Linked DNA regions of Mus musculus: regions 1, 3, 4 and 5 are each linked to region 2. The links are chromatin contacts, called in public HiChIP or PLAC-seq, Micro-C and promoter capture Hi-C maps. All regions are on one chromosome and are shown on one strand. The core of a region is the stretch at or near the end of the contact, and the rest is flanking DNA. Distances in the headings are between cores, read along the strand shown. Region 1 holds the start of Tmem115 (transmembrane protein 115). Region 2 holds the start of Pcbp4 (poly(rC) binding protein 4). Region 3 holds the start of Rbm6 (RNA binding motif protein 6). Region 4 holds the start of Rassf1 (Ras association (RalGDS/AF-6) domain family member 1). Region 5 holds the start of Hyal2 (hyaluronoglucosaminidase 2).

Evidence for each region. Promoter capture Hi-C pulls out the DNA fragments that hold promoters and counts their contacts. Hi-C and Micro-C count contacts between places; a contact is called where the count stands out from the background. HiChIP or PLAC-seq counts read pairs in DNA pulled down with a chosen protein or histone mark.
Region 1: a contact with region 2 is called in a promoter capture Hi-C map of neural stem cells. The contact joins the promoter of Tmem115 here to the promoter of Pcbp4 in region 2. A contact is called at or near these places in 9 of 39 promoter capture datasets (the 3T3-L1 cell line, cranial neural crest, frontonasal cranial neural crest and 5 more), 4 of 484 Hi-C or Micro-C datasets (B cells, the C2C12 cell line, CD8 T cells and 1 more), 5 of 115 datasets of contacts at active chromatin or transcription factors (embryonic stem cells, extraembryonic endoderm stem cells, pancreatic cancer cells and 1 more) and 3 of 9 other capture datasets (adipose tissue, liver and macrophages).
Region 3: a contact with region 2 is called in a promoter capture Hi-C map of maxillary cranial neural crest. The contact joins the promoter of Rbm6 here to the promoter of Pcbp4 in region 2. A contact is called at or near these places in 2 of 39 promoter capture datasets (the 3T3-L1 cell line and maxillary cranial neural crest).
Region 4: a contact with region 2 is called in a Micro-C map of embryonic stem cells, with 2.9 times the contacts expected there. The contact joins the promoter of Rassf1 here to the promoter of Pcbp4 in region 2. A contact is called at or near these places in 14 of 39 promoter capture datasets (the 3T3-L1 cell line, the C10 cell line, cranial neural crest and 8 more), 6 of 484 Hi-C or Micro-C datasets (B cells, the C2C12 cell line, cerebellum and 2 more), 2 of 115 datasets of contacts at active chromatin or transcription factors (embryonic stem cells and pancreatic cancer cells) and 2 of 9 other capture datasets (adipose tissue and liver).
Region 5: a contact with region 2 is called in an HNF4G HiChIP or PLAC-seq map of pancreatic cancer cells. The contact joins the promoter of Hyal2 here to the promoter of Pcbp4 in region 2. A contact is called at or near these places in 11 of 39 promoter capture datasets (the 3T3-L1 cell line, the C10 cell line, cranial neural crest and 6 more), 1 of 484 Hi-C or Micro-C datasets (embryonic stem cells) and 5 of 115 datasets of contacts at active chromatin or transcription factors (craniofacial prominence, embryonic stem cells, large pre-B cells and 1 more).

Annotation. Positions count from the first base shown.
Region 1 is chr9:107,532,432-107,535,282 of GRCm38.p6, reverse strand. It overlaps Tmem115 (transmembrane protein 115), which reads right to left and starts at 1,338. Exons shown (of 2, transcript NM_019704.2): 1 at 1-1,338. The coding sequence starts at 804.
Region 2 is chr9:106,452,500-106,455,199 of GRCm38.p6, reverse strand. It overlaps Pcbp4 (poly(rC) binding protein 4), which reads right to left and starts at 1,362. Exons shown (of 13, transcript NM_021567.5): 1 at 1,193-1,362. Abhd14b (abhydrolase domain containing 14b) reads right to left here. Exons shown (of 4, transcript NM_029631.3): 4 at 2,282-2,700.
Region 3 is chr9:107,871,433-107,874,132 of GRCm38.p6, reverse strand. Rbm6 (RNA binding motif protein 6) reads left to right here and starts at 1,314. Exons shown (of 21, transcript NM_011251.3): 1 at 1,314-1,484.
Region 4 is chr9:107,550,142-107,552,841 of GRCm38.p6, reverse strand. It overlaps Rassf1 (Ras association (RalGDS/AF-6) domain family member 1), which reads right to left and starts at 1,287. Exons shown (of 6, transcript NM_001243748.1): 1 at 996-1,287. The coding sequence starts at 1,245. It overlaps Zmynd10 (zinc finger, MYND domain containing 10), which reads right to left. Exons shown (of 12, transcript NM_053253.4): 9 at 2,433-2,558; 10 at 2,223-2,344; 11 at 1,977-2,102; 12 at 1,521-1,881. The coding sequence ends at 1,806. It overlaps Gm34106 (predicted gene, 34106), which reads left to right and starts at 2,005. Exons shown (of 2, transcript NR_168657.1): 1 at 2,005-2,145.
Region 5 is chr9:107,567,829-107,570,528 of GRCm38.p6, reverse strand. It overlaps Hyal2 (hyaluronoglucosaminidase 2), which reads right to left and starts at 1,366. Exons shown (of 4, transcript NM_010489.2): 1 at 1,296-1,366; 2 at 1-425. The coding sequence starts at 379.

The DNA.
Region 1 (2,851 bases), core at 89-2,588, 1.1 Mb before region 2:
GATGGACGACGGCGCTCCCACATCGTAGCGCTTCACTGTCTTCTGGCATATCTTTACTTTCACCAGGAGGCCGTGCACCAAGTTCGCTAGCAGCCCCACCACCGGTTGCAGGATCTCCGGGAAGAAGGTGGCAAAAGCAAAATGGTCAGCCATGTCCCCTCGGCCCCGGCTATGGCGCTGATAGAAGCGAAGATACACCCAACTGGATAGCAGCCCAAAGCCGTAGGAAGCCAGGGCTGGGCTCTGGAGCAGCGTGGCCAACCGGAGGAGTAGCAGCAACGCCAGCAACAGCATGGGAACGACGCTGACGCGGACCTGGGGCACTCGCAGAACCACACAGTCTCCCATAGTTTGCTTGAGGGCTACCAGAACACCACCTAGGAAACCCAGGGCGCCGTGGATACGAATAGTGAACAGGTAAACCAAGTTGAAGGAAGCCATGTAGGTGAGGAGGTAGGCGAGGGCCCCCAGAAGCCCCACTGACACATTCACCACCGAGAAGAAGATGAGCAGCTCCAAGGCTCCCCAGAGGGGCTCCAGTAATCGCCCGGCCACAACCACTGTGGCCAGGCTAATGGCCACGTCCCACACGTGCTGTTCCATGAGCCCGTGGGTGGCCAGGGTCCAGATCCAGAAGTTGGGTGGGAAAAGGTAGCCTGGGGTGACGGCCAGGCAGCCCGTGTCCACAGCGAAGGAAAGCAGGTAGAGAAACAGTACCACGGCGCACAGTGCCTTCACCACCACGCTGGCGCTGGCCAGGATGGCCCCCAGATGTTGGCGGGCACCAGGTAGGGCGCGTTGCATCTTCCTGGCGGACGTTGGCTTAAGGGAATGTGTGGAAGGTGGCCTAGGGGCCTCCCCGGGGCCTCGTCCCAGTTCGGCCCCGACGGGAGGCCCGGGCCCGGCTACTTCACTGGCTTCTGTTCCGTGGGAAGGCTCTGGTTCCGGTTTGATCCGGTTGTAGTTCCAAAGCGAGGAGAAAGTCTTCTTGCCGGGGACCTGTCGTTAGGCCCTGGGTAGCTTGGGCTCGCCTGCCTGCGGGTTCCGTCGGCCCAGCGGCCAGGCTAGCGTTAATCTCAAGGCTAGGCTTCCTCCATCCACTCTGAGACTCTGCGATCTGCGGGGAACTGGTGCCTCGTTCCGGCCCAAGTCAAGCCCGTTTAGCTCCGGCTGGGCTAGGGTTTTGGCTTGACGGTACCTCCTCCCCTCTCCGGGGCCGACAAACAGGGGCGCCGCGCCTGCGCGCCCCCGCCGGCGGCCGCGGCAGTACGCCCTCTGAGCGCTTGCCTTCCGGCTTCTCGGCATGCTGGGATACGGAGTCCTTGGGACCTAGCCGACCGGTTTCTTCATAGAACCACAAGTCCCAGAAGCTGTGCGCCGACCGGTCCCGTAGAGTGTACGGGCTAGGGAGCTTGGGAGTTGTAGTTTTCAGTGCTTACTCCTCCAGTTCTTAGGAGTTATGGAAGTTGAGATCAGTATTCCTGATGCAGTAAAGGGAGGTGTTAAGTGGGCGGGTTCAAGAGGTAGCACCGCCTTGGGCCACACACACTTGCTCAATTCTTTGGAGGAGATTGGCTCTATTTAGGATTTGTACAGGTACAGCAGTGTCTTTGTAAGCAGGTACATAAGAATGTGAACGGTTCTGATGAGTTGTACCAACGTGTGTGAACTAACCAGAAACTGTCGTCTGGCAAGTGAAGCCTAAGATGGGCTTGTTCAGTCATTTGTAGTCACTGTGTTATTGACCAAGTTCCCCGCTGCAATTTCAGGAGCCTTAAAAATGATGATGATGGCAGGCTCTTCCTATCTTAACGATCAAAGAAGGCAACTGTGTAAACGACTTGCCATTGTTGTATTGGGTGTTCGTTCACATTGTCCTTGTTCCAGCGAATTGTACTTGTAATTGTACATGAACTTTCCACCTAAGGGGGAATAAGGGTCAAGGCTGTGCTACTTCAGCGACTCTTTTCCCACTTGATTCCACTGGACAGAGAAATCTCCCTTGAGCTGGAGCGATGGATTAGCGGTTAAGAGCACTGACTGCTCTTCTAGAGGACCTGGGTTCAATTCCCAGCAACCACATGGCAGCTCATAACTGTAACTCCAGTTCCAGGGTTTCTGACACCCTTACACAGACACACATGCAGGCAAAACACCAATGAACATTAAAGAAAAAATATATTTAAGTCTCTCTATAAGTGCCAAGTTGGTCTAGGCTCAACTTTATGCTATAGTGGCTGTCAACAGGGTGTTTGAGATGTATTTAAAAGTTATTTTATAGCCGGGCGTGGTGGCACACACCTTTAATCCCAGCACTCGGGAGGAAGAGGCAGGTGGATTTCTGAGTTCGAGGCCAGCCTGGTCTACAAAGTGAGTTTTAGGACAGCCAGGGCTATACAGAGAAACCCTGTCTCGACCCTCCCCCACCCCCAAAAAAGTTATTTTATTTACATGTATGTGTGTCTTTGTGTGTATATGCCGTTAAGTGTGCAAGCCACCACAGAGGCCACAGCATGTCGGAAGCTGGATTTCTGAGCCACCAGATGTGGGTGCTGGGGTACAGGTTCTCTGTAAGAGCATCAGGCATTATTAACTATGGAGTCATCTCCCCAACCCTGAGATTTTTGTTATATATATATATATATATATATACACACACATATATATATACACACATATATATGCATATTTTTAAATGTGATTAATTATATTACAAGGGACTTTATTATAAAATCCCCTTTTAGCTATTGATCTCAGTACAACTGCCTGTGTGTTCAAAACTACCTTTCACCTTTTATTTTTGTCTGGGGTTAGGGTTCCTACTGTATGCCATATACCAGTGTTTGCTAAG
Region 2 (2,700 bases), core at 113-2,612:
AGGAACTGGGAATGGAGGCTGGAGGAGAGTGGGCGGGTGGACAGAGCCTGTCTGGGGACACAGGGTGGGGCAAGCCATCCTCTCTGCAGCCTGGGCCTGCCAGGGTGTGTGGGCCGCCCGCTCCCAGCCCCCCACCCTGAGCATGCAAAGAGAACAATCCCCTTGTGTTTGGGCAGCCTGAGCCTGCGTGCTGATGAAGGCTACGGGGTGGGGGCTGGGATAGGGGTGCTTTGAAACAAGAAGGGGTTCCAGGACCTAGAAAGATAATACTCTCAAATGGAAAAAACAATAGACCCTCCCAGATGTTGGCCCTGAGGCCACCAGGGTGACCCCACTGAACACTGAACGCCAGAGATAACTCCTGACCAAAGCTTAGTGTGTTTATAGGGAAGACAGGAACCCTGGGGACACATGCCTTGTTGGTCCAGGGAGAAGGTAACGTCTTTGGCTTGGTGGGAACCCAAAGCCACACATTCTGAGAGAAGGGGTGTGAAAGGACCAAGGTACATCCCCTGGAGGACCATTCCCTTGGGTGCCGGGGTGGGGCGGGGCTCTGGGTGCCACAGGTCTCAAGATGGCGGGCCTGGTTTAGGAGTGTGAGGAGGTGGGCACCTCCCTCTCCTAGCCAGGGATGCCTGAAGGCCAGGTTTAAGTATGTGGCGGAGTCCCTTCACCTCCATCCCCAGTACCCCAGCCAAGAAGCTAGGTCAGAGCTGGAGATGAAGAGCCACAGGAAGGGGGGAGAACACTGTGCTCCCAACTATCTCCATCCACCTTGGCCTGGAGGTCTGTGTCTGGCTCCCCGAAGGACTGCAGAGAATGGGAAGGGGTGTGTGTGAGAGCCAGGAGCTGCAGAGAGTGGCAGATGAGAACAGGGACGAAGTAGAACCCGAACCCGGGACATGAGGTCCAGAACTGAGAGCTCAAAGGACAGAAACGGCAAACAGGATGAGAGCTTCAAACCTGGTACCCAAGGTCCAAGAAACCCCTCCCTGTAGTGGGGTGTTCCCCTGGAAAACCAACGCCCCCCACCTGTACAGGCCTCAGCCGCATTGGACAGAAAACGTGTTCTTCGCAGCGCCCCCCCCCCCAGGACCGCGATCGGGTGCACACTGGAGCCGATTCCCCGCCCCCCCCCAGCGAACCCCCAAACTTCAATGGCCCGCGGTGCCCCGCCCGGCCCGCGCCTTACCTCGCTGGGGCTGTTCTGCGGCGGCGGCAGCGGCTGGGCCGCTCAGTCCCACATTGTCCCCGGGAAAGGCGGCCGCTCACAACTGCGAGTGACATCAGCTGCGAACAATGAGGGGTTTGACAGGCGCGGAGCCCGGCCGGCCCGGAGCCCGGCTCCGCGCCCCCCCACCCCCACCCCCCGGCCCGCCTGGCCCGGCCCCGCCCCGCCCCCTCCCCGGATCCGATTACAGCGCGGCGGGCCCGCCCCAGCAGCCCCAGTGCCGCAGCCGCCCGCCCCGCCCCGCCCCGCCCCGCCCCGCGCGGTCCGGCGCCCCGAGCATCCGTCGTTTCCGGGAGGGAGCGATGGACCCTTCCCATGCGGCTCACCAGGGGCCCCGGATCCTCCCTGTATGGCTCTCTCCCGGCCTGTCCTTCCCGCCCAGCGCTTCTGCGGAGCTCCCCGCAGCCTTCATCTCAGTCCTGGCCGCGCCTCCCGGCTTCTGTCCCACAGCCCTCTGCCCTGCCCCGGCTCTTGCTTCTTCACCATCCTTCACTCCGGGGTCCAGCCCACCTAGACCCGCTACCTCCGGCGTCCGCACTGTCCGACCCTGGTCCTGGTCCTCCCAGGAGAGGCTACCCGACCAGCTGGAGGAGGGGCATGAGAGCCGTTTGGCCCTTAAACAACCTGTCCCGTGATCCTTCCAATCTCCTGCCAAATTCCTTTTGGAGCTAGGGTCAGAGTGCCATTAACTCCTTTACTAGGAAAGGGATAGGTTGTGTGTGTGTGTGTATATGTGTGTGGGTGGGTGTGTGGGGGGGGGGGGGAATTGAGCCTGCCCTTCCCCCATCTCAGAGCAGATATTCTCCCCCTTTCAGTAATCGGCTCATATAGGTCCCACTGACCTACACCTCCCCCCTCAGCTGAGTCTCTTGGCACCTGGATGTATGTGGGTGGGGAGGGGAATCCAATCTCCCTTTCCCTCCATCTGGCCTAGTGGACAAAGGGCAGGGGGACCATTTGGTCCCGCCAGGGTGGGGGAGGAGCCCACAGTGGCAGTCCCAAGGGGAAGGGGGAGGGGCGGCGCTCCGGAGACAGCAAAAGCATGTGAGGTCTAATTGTATCACTTTATTTCAGGGACCTCCGAAGTCGGTCTCCTCTCCTTATCCCACTCCCAAACCTCAGGGCAGGAAATGGGCTTGGCTGAGAAGATCCGTGCTTGATTACCTGGGGAGGTATGCAGCCCCTAAGGGAGATTTGAAGAGCACCTCCCCTTCTGAGGAGGCCATTCTGGTCTGGGACCAGTTGCAACGGGTAGGTAAGAGAAATCTAGCGGTGGCCACATTTTTATCCTGGCAAGTGGATCTCTGTTTACAAAGATTCCCTCCATCCTTCAGGAAACTGCACATGTACCTGTGCAAACTACACAAGAATGTGGGACCCCTGTGCTGCTCCCAAGGGAAAGGTTCTGTCTGGGTGTGGGATGGATCTAAACAAGCAATACCCATATGCTGTCTGTGGTCTAAGGGGGG
Region 3 (2,700 bases), core at 65-2,564, 1.4 Mb before region 2:
GCTGCTAGCAGAATACTGACTTCCAGGCAGCTAGGATAAGAATCTTATTGCCTACACCCACAGTGACACACCTACTCCAACAGGGTCACAACTTCTAATAGTGCCACTCCCTGAGCTGAGCATATGCAAACCATCACACAGGGGTTCCTTTTTGTAGCCCAGACTGTACTAGAACTCACTCTGTAGAACAGGCTTGCCTTGAACTCAAAGGTACATCTGTTTCTGCCTCTGGAGTGGAGGGATTAAAGTATTGCACCATCACTTCCTGTCTCCATGCCCAGCTTTTTCCAGTGGGCATTTATGGCAGCAGCATTTATTGATATTTTATTTGTCACATATGTACAGTCCCCTCAGAGGCTAGAAAAGAGCATTGGATCTCTTTGAACTGAAGGAACAGAGGATTGTGAACCGCCACGTAGTTTTTGGGAATTGAACCTCTGGAGAGCAACCAGTGTTTTTAACTGATGAACTGTTTCTCCAAGTGTCTTTCTTTGACCTTGAAGAATCGAATTAGGCTACAATATCATATATCGCCAGGGCATACACACAAGGCACCAGGTGGCTGGGATAAGCAAACCCCTCACAATATAGACAATCTACCTGAGAACTTGGGAGTCAGGTAGATCATTAGCTGGAAGATTCTGGAAGAGGTTGCGTATCAACAGTTACTTTGCTTTCTTTCCGTTAGAATTACGATGTGCAGTTTTTGTGGCGAGTCACGCGTGTCTACATTTATTGCCTAGAGCTAGCGGGACCTGTAGAAACAAGTTTTATTATTTTTTTTTAATGGGTTGAGCTACTGAACCTTTTTACACGGATGATTTCCGCCTGGAGTGTTTGACCAGAAGTCTGTCGGAAGGTAAAAAAGGACGAGTCTTTGGGTCCTAATACTTCAACTCAAGCAGTACTTTTGCATTTATTCTCTGGACTTAGGTAGAAGGGGTCTTATTTATGTAGCCGAAAAGCCAGCAGCCCTTTGCCGTAACGGAATAAGACCGGAAAGATCTCCTCCCATTTTCTGCACCCGAACTGACAATCTCTCTCTTTCCCAAGGGGCAAGGCAGGACCGTCCCCCAGCACCTGGCAGGGTGTGTCACTAGGCTGTCTAAGCCACCCGGACCCCTTGCACACTTGCGAGGAAAACACCAGAGAAGCAGTGACAGCACTGAAGCCAAACCATAACTCCCGGCAGGCCCTGCGGAGAAGCGTGCCTTCTAATTGGGCAGTGGCTAACAGCGTGCCTTTCCATTGGGCAGCAGCTCCACCAGCCGTCAAAGCCGCTGCGCGCAGGGCACGGCGGGAGAGGAGGCCGCGGGATTTGCGGCCGTACTTCATCTCCCGGCGGGCCCAGCGCTGAAGGCGGTGGCGCGACGCCTTTGTGGAAGCCGGAGCCCACCGGGAGGAAGTTCCGGTCTCCGGGACGCTGGGTCCGTGGCGGCCTCTGAGGAGGAGGAGAAGCGGGCCGCGGCGGCTACGCTGCTTTGGTAAGGGCCCAGGCTAGGAGAGAGGGCGTGCCCGAGCTTCTGGGACGGGGTCAGCGGGCCTGGCGGCTCTGGAAATCGCGGGCCCGCGCGGCCTAGCAGCCGTGGCTTCGAAGACACGGGGCGGCCGCGGCCTCGCTCGCTTGCGAAAACAGTCGTGTGTCGCGGGAGGCGCCGCTCGCGGCAGGAACGCCCCGGAACGGTCGCGGGCCCGGGGCGGGGCCCGAGGCGGCTGTAGAATTACCGGTCCCAGCGCGGAGCGGCCAGCTGTGGGGCGAGGGACCCGCGCGTGGCAGCGGTTCTGGCGCTCAGCTCTGTGGTGCTGCAGGAGAGATTTCTTTCTCTTTCCCCTTGTGTTTGTGATCTTGTCCTGAGAGACATCACTAGATACGGAACTCTTGTGCCCTGCAAGTAACCTTGGCCGCCCACCCAGACACCCAACCAGGAAGGTGCGAGAGTTCAGAACCTGGCCCACGGGCCCGTAGAACCGGGAGGTGGGCGAGGGTGACTGGTGGGTTCTGTACCGGTTGGGCGAATGTAGGAGGAGAGTGATGTTCCCACATATTCGTGCTTTAGATTCCTTTTGGCGTTGTTAATAATGTGCTTTTCTTTTAACTTTATAATTGACGTTGAGCTAATGAATTCAAGTGTGGGGTTGCGTTTCTTAATTAAAAACAAAAGGCCTTATTTGTAGAGCACATATACTTGAGGTAGTTTGTATATTTTCTCCTCCCCCTCACCCCCACCCTAGGCATTCTTATTAATTTCAGACTAATTGGATATAAGTTAAGGAGTAGGTTTTTTTTTTTTTCTTTTTTATCCGCTTGATCACCCAGGTCATTTTCTGAACTCTGGATTGTGCCTTAGGATTGTTAGTTTTCAACTTCCTGTTGACTAAATATGTCACAGTTAACATTACTAAGCTTGTGAGAATCAAAGGGGAAAGTGTCAACAGCTAATGACAATGTGGAAAGTAACTTAGCACTAAAATACTAACTTGAGGAAACATAGTGGTTGAATCTACTGCCAGGCTTAGTGGAGTTTAATCCTGAAGTTTAGGAGGATGAGGCAGGAGGATGTCAGGTTTGAAGCGCCCTAAGCTGCATTGAGACCCTAAAAACTTTGAGTCTGAATTTTATTTAGCTCCTTAACTAGTAGTACACTTATATAAATGCTTATCTGCTTATAAAATCTATAGGATTATCTATAGTGTATGTGG
Region 4 (2,700 bases), core at 38-2,537, 1.1 Mb before region 2:
AAGAACCCCAGAGCAGCTTTCTTTCTCCTTGTGAATGCTGAGATGCCGCAGCTCTTGCTCTCATGTGGCATTCTGTCACAAACTGCTACACTAGCTGAGTTTGTGACATACTTGTATAGTGAATGAGATGATCTGGAGGCACACACAGGCCTACAGTGCCATTTTTAAGTTCCTATATGGCCCAAAGCACCGATTCTCAACTCAAAACTATACATCAGAACTTGGGAGGCAGGGGCAGGTGGGTTGCTTGTCACAGCCTGGTCTGCATAGAGAGTTCTAGGCAAGCCAGGGCTGCAGAGTGAAACCCTGTCTTAAAACACAACAAAACAACCAAAAAACCAAACCAAAACAGAAAAACCAGGATGCCTAAGGTCCACTTTCAACAACGGAGTCAACAAGTCTGAGAGGAGAAGTAGGCGCGAGGAGACTGGAAGGTATATATTGTCCTGCGTGGTTCTGTTTGCTGGTAATTCCTAGGTCAGAAGGACCACTCATTGTGTGTGTGGCTGGACTCCATGTTTTAGCCTCTGCATCCTTGACTCAAAACAACCTTGACTGAAGTTTCAATAGAATTCCTACTAACAAGGAGCCTAACTAAGGTTCTAACTTTTTCTGGCCCCCTATTAATGTGGGAGACGTCACCCAGGAATCTAGAGGGGGAACACAGTGAGCCAATCGTTGGGAAGAGGCGGGCCTCGGAATGTAGGCTCAGAGCTCAGCAGGCACAAAGGCTTTTCAAGAAAGGGCACAAGCACTTTAAAGACAAACTTGAAGCACCTTCTTATTCACAGACAACTAACTCTGCCCAACTGTGCACGGACAGAGCGTGACAAGTGATAAACCATTTTCTCAAGCACTCTCCCTGATGGAGCAAGGCCAGGAGATCTGGTCTGCAGGATCATCACAACTGACCAGCCCTCCACTGCCGCTTGACCCGCAACTATGGTGCTGCCTCCCTTTCCGTAGTCGCTGGCTGTGTGGGGCCGCTTACTCACGCGCGCACTGTAGGCCCTTGCGCACGACGCCCCAGATGAAGTCTCCACAGAGGTCGCACCACGTGTGCGTGGTGGGCCCTGCAGGCTGGAAACGGTGGCCACGACCCGGGACGTGCTGCTGTGACGGATTGCGTGTTGTACCCGGGGCGATGCGCAGAGCGTTGGCACGCTCCAGCCGGGTACGGCCTGGACCGATGCGCCCGGACGGTGCCAGCTCGCGTAGTTCAATGAGTTCTGGCTCCGCCGACATGGCCCGGTCAGGCCGGTGCTGTAGCGGACTAGCAGCTAGTGAGTACCGAGCGGGCGAGGCCGCAGGGCGGGCCGCGACTTCGGCACCGCCCCCAGGATCCAGGCAGGGCGGCGGGAAAGAGCCGAGGAGGACGCGCTGGAACCCTAGGCGAGCCGACCGTGTGGACTTGTGGGCGGGGCACGGCACAGGGGTGGGCCCTTTCAAAGAGCCCCTTCCCAATCTTTCCGTCCAGTCTTCTCCCCCGACCCCAAGGATGACTGTACAGCGCCACACTGTTGCGTTTCATGAGTCTGCTTTATTGTGCGAAAGGAAGAGGGTCTCCACATCCGGCCCTTGCTTACACCCCCCAACCCTGTCTGCCAGTTTGCTGATGCTGTGGCCTGGTCCTCTGCGTATTCGCTGGGTGGGGCAGGAAGTGAAGAGTGTGGTGGTTTGCAGCTCTACTTGACTCAGCTGTGCTCACCAGGGAAATTGAGGTCTGACAGGGGCGAGCCACGAGTCCCTGAAGCTCAGTCACAGTCTGGGTGCGCTCTTCTGTCGGCCCTCGGCAGCTACGGCCTTCACTTGGCTCTGTCACCTTGGGCTGCTAGAACACATGTCTTTCCGTGCTTCTCCCAGTGCTTGACTTGACACTCCCTGCAGCGGGGTGGGTTGCATGACAATGACAGGGCTTGTAGGAGAACCCAGGGTTGGAGCTTAGGGGGGCAACTAAGGTCCCAGGATCGCCTCACCTGCAGCAATACCACACATTCTGGCATCTGGAGCAGCGCTTGGAGGCCTCTGCGTTGCAGTAGCCGCAGCGGGGCCTCTCCGGAGCTACTGCCTCTAGGACATCCAGCCTGTAGGTTTCAGCCCACCTGGGGGAGGAGTCGAGAAGAGCTGAATGGACGGACCGGGCAGGTAGGTGCACAGAAGCACTAGGTGACCTTCCCTCCTTGGTCCTATGCACGTGACTTCAGCCACTCAGTGGACTTTACCTCTGTGCTTGTTGACGAAGATCCTTCTCCGAGAGGCTGAATACGTGCTGAAGCTGGTGCTTGGCGATAGCCTGCCATTTCCCTTTGTTCTCTCTCTCCAGGCGATCCCAGATTTCTGGGATCTAAAAAAGTGTAATGGAGACAGGGAGGAAGGAGCCGGAAAAGTGGACCACCGTCCCAAGCACTCCCAAGCATGTTCTAGGGCCTTACCTGTTCTAACACTAGGTCCTTCTTAGGGGGCTGGGTTTCAGCCAGGGACAGGTGGGCCAGGAAACCCTTCAGATCGGCAAGATTGGGCAACTGGTCGAGTAGTGTGTCAGTGAGGAAGGCCTGAAGCTGCAAGAGATCCAGGGAAGGCCATTGAGAAACTAACTGTTCCTAGCCAGAGGGCCAAGAGACAGGAAGTCCTGAAATTGGGCTGAGCGTCCTTGGAGGGTTTGCATCTTACCAGCTCCCCTGTCGATGCCTGAAGCCCAAG
Region 5 (2,700 bases), core at 117-2,616, 1.1 Mb before region 2:
CAGGCTCCTGGGTCTGGATGTAGCGTTCCACAGATTCCTTCAGCATGGGCAGGTGTGCACAGAGGCTGCCGTTCTGAGGCACACCGCCATGCACAGATGTCCCGGCTGCATCAAAACGTGGATACAGGCCTAGACGGTCGTAGTAGAAGGTGGTGATATTCTGGTTGAAAAAACCCTCATTCGGTGTAGCCTTCACATCGAAGGCCCTAAGGTCCAGTGGCACTTTGTGGCGTGGGGCACATTCTTGTGTGGGCACGTTCCATGCTACCACAAAGGGTCGGCCAGTGAAGATGGGCGGCGCTGTGGGCTTAAGCTCCCCGGCCCATGCTACCTCCAGCACTAGGGCCAGTGTGATGATGGGACCTAGTCCTGCCCGCATGCTGGGGGCTACAGGAAGTGTTACCTGCCTGGTAGCAGCTCAGGAACTGAAGAAAGTGTGAGAGAGAACAAGTCAGTCTAGCAAATTCCAGAGATGTGTACGCACCTTCATCCCACATAAACTCCCCAAACCCATACTGTGCGGCACACCATGCTCCTGCTCAGATGGCCGAGGCTGTAACAGGTTTGGGAGATAGCAGGATGCTGATGGGTAGGCAAAAGACCTTAGGGAATTTACCGAAACCACAGAGCTCTTTCTAGAGCAGGGAGCTGCCCGTGGTTGGGCAAGAATCTCCTTTAGGTCCATGTCCTTTCTGAAAAAGGGACTGATTAGGCTACCGACTCACTGCTAGAGTCACTTACATGCCTGTATACCATACAGTAAATAGTTTTAAAACACTCTGAACACCCCATGTCCCCCACCCTCATTACGAACTCAGAATTGATTCTGAGAAGAGACAGCATTTGGGGCACAACGCATACAGAAGCTGGGAAGCTGTTAGGTACACTGCAGAGGAACTGGTATCTGTGCAATGTGCGCCAAGCAGAAGAGCAAGAACGTCAGGACTTAGTCTCGGGCACCGACACTCTTAGGATAGGAGGAGGCGCCCCGGGGACAAAGGGGCAGCGGACTTCCCACCGCGGTGCTCGCCGACCTGCCCTTCCCACCACAGCCACCAAGAATCTGTGTGAGCACTTCGCGACCGGCCCACACCCTCACCTCCCAGCACAAGGGGTCCCGGGTAAAGAGTATTCCACTCCGGTCTTTGTGCGGGACCCCGCCCCCGCCCCGCACGTGGGGCCAGAGTTCAGCCGGGTGGGGGTGGGGTTCCTGGGTCACTTATGAGGGCGCCCCTAGAGATTCAGAGCCCATCTCACAGGAAGAGAGTCACCAGGCTTGCGACGCCCGCCCTCACCTCGAACCAGGCGCCACCAGGACCCACGCCAGGGCCGCCGCCATCCTGGTACCAACCAAGCCCGATCCGGCCCTTCGCCCAAGCACTGCCCCAGCTCGAGCCTCTGTTGGCTCCGCCCCGAGGCCCGCGGGCCCTTTAAGAATCCTGCCTCGGAGGTGGGTGGATGGCAGAATTTACGGCCTCGTAGGGAGGGTGTGTTTCTCTTCCTTTTTGCCAGTGCTGCGTTTCGAGTTCGAGGACCCTTAGATCTTCTGTAGAGGAACATAGTTATGTATCTGAGATTGAATACCTCCTGGAATGGGGATTCCCGCTGGTTTTAGCCACCAGAGCTAACCAGCCTGAGATATTACCCCCACAATCTGTCGTCAGTGGAACAATCCACTCTTTGCAGCTGGCCTCTTAAAGGGATAGAACATTGGATGGGGCGGGCGCGAGCGGAATGAGGGGGTAGTGGTGGTAATGGCATTTGAAATAAAAGCTTATAGCTGAAGCCTTGACTGGGGGTAGCTGCGGATTCAATCCCACCTGTCTGAATATGGACTCTAGCAAAGTGGGCCCTTTGTCTAGTGTAAGAGATTTTGACACGAGTGGATCCAGAACCTCTTGGAACATTAATGACCCGCCTTCGCTGAGCCCAGGTTCCCTCCACTAGTCTGTCTGCGGTCAGAAGGAAGCCCCGCCTTTTGTTTTGCCCGTCTAGAGGAGGGGGCCTAGTACAGCTTCTGAGCCCTCCTTTGGCAAAGCAGACATAGTGGTTGTCCTGGTAACCAGGGGGGTGGGTCGCTGCCTTGCCAAAGGGATTGAAGTTCAGTCGGGCCAAAGGGGAAAGTGATCTAGCCACTTTCACCGGATCCACGCCAGGGCTTGCCAATTTACTGGATTCTCCCCGGACCAGTCTCTGCGACGAGGTGAAGGTGGGATGGTTGTCCATAGGGGTACCCACTCAACTCCAAATAAAGAGCAATTTGCCAAAGTTTCGGGCCTGACTTCGTAGAAAGGAGGCTTCAGTGTCTCCCTAGTACCCCGACTCCATATTCTGAACCTTTCTGCCTTGCAATCCCCTTCCAGTGAGGACTAGGTTTAGACCTGTACCCTCGCCTCTTAGATCTGCTCTCCAATGCACGACTCAAATCTCCGAAAGTCCGCTTCTGGCCGCCAGCCCCTTTCCCTACCGCAAGCTTGGAAGCTAGGGAGCGCCGCAGGAGTACACGCATTTATGGCAGTGCGGACTAGCTTTATGTACTACTCTGCGCTCACCTGAGTAGAGTCTCTCCAGCCAGGTTCCTTGCGCCAGCTGCTGCCCTCTGGGCAGTCTGCTGGGGATTTGATAAACCCCATTCCTTCCCACCCACTCCCTCCCGCCTCCCATCCCTGCTCTTTCTCCTCACTTCCTGCTGCCCTCCAG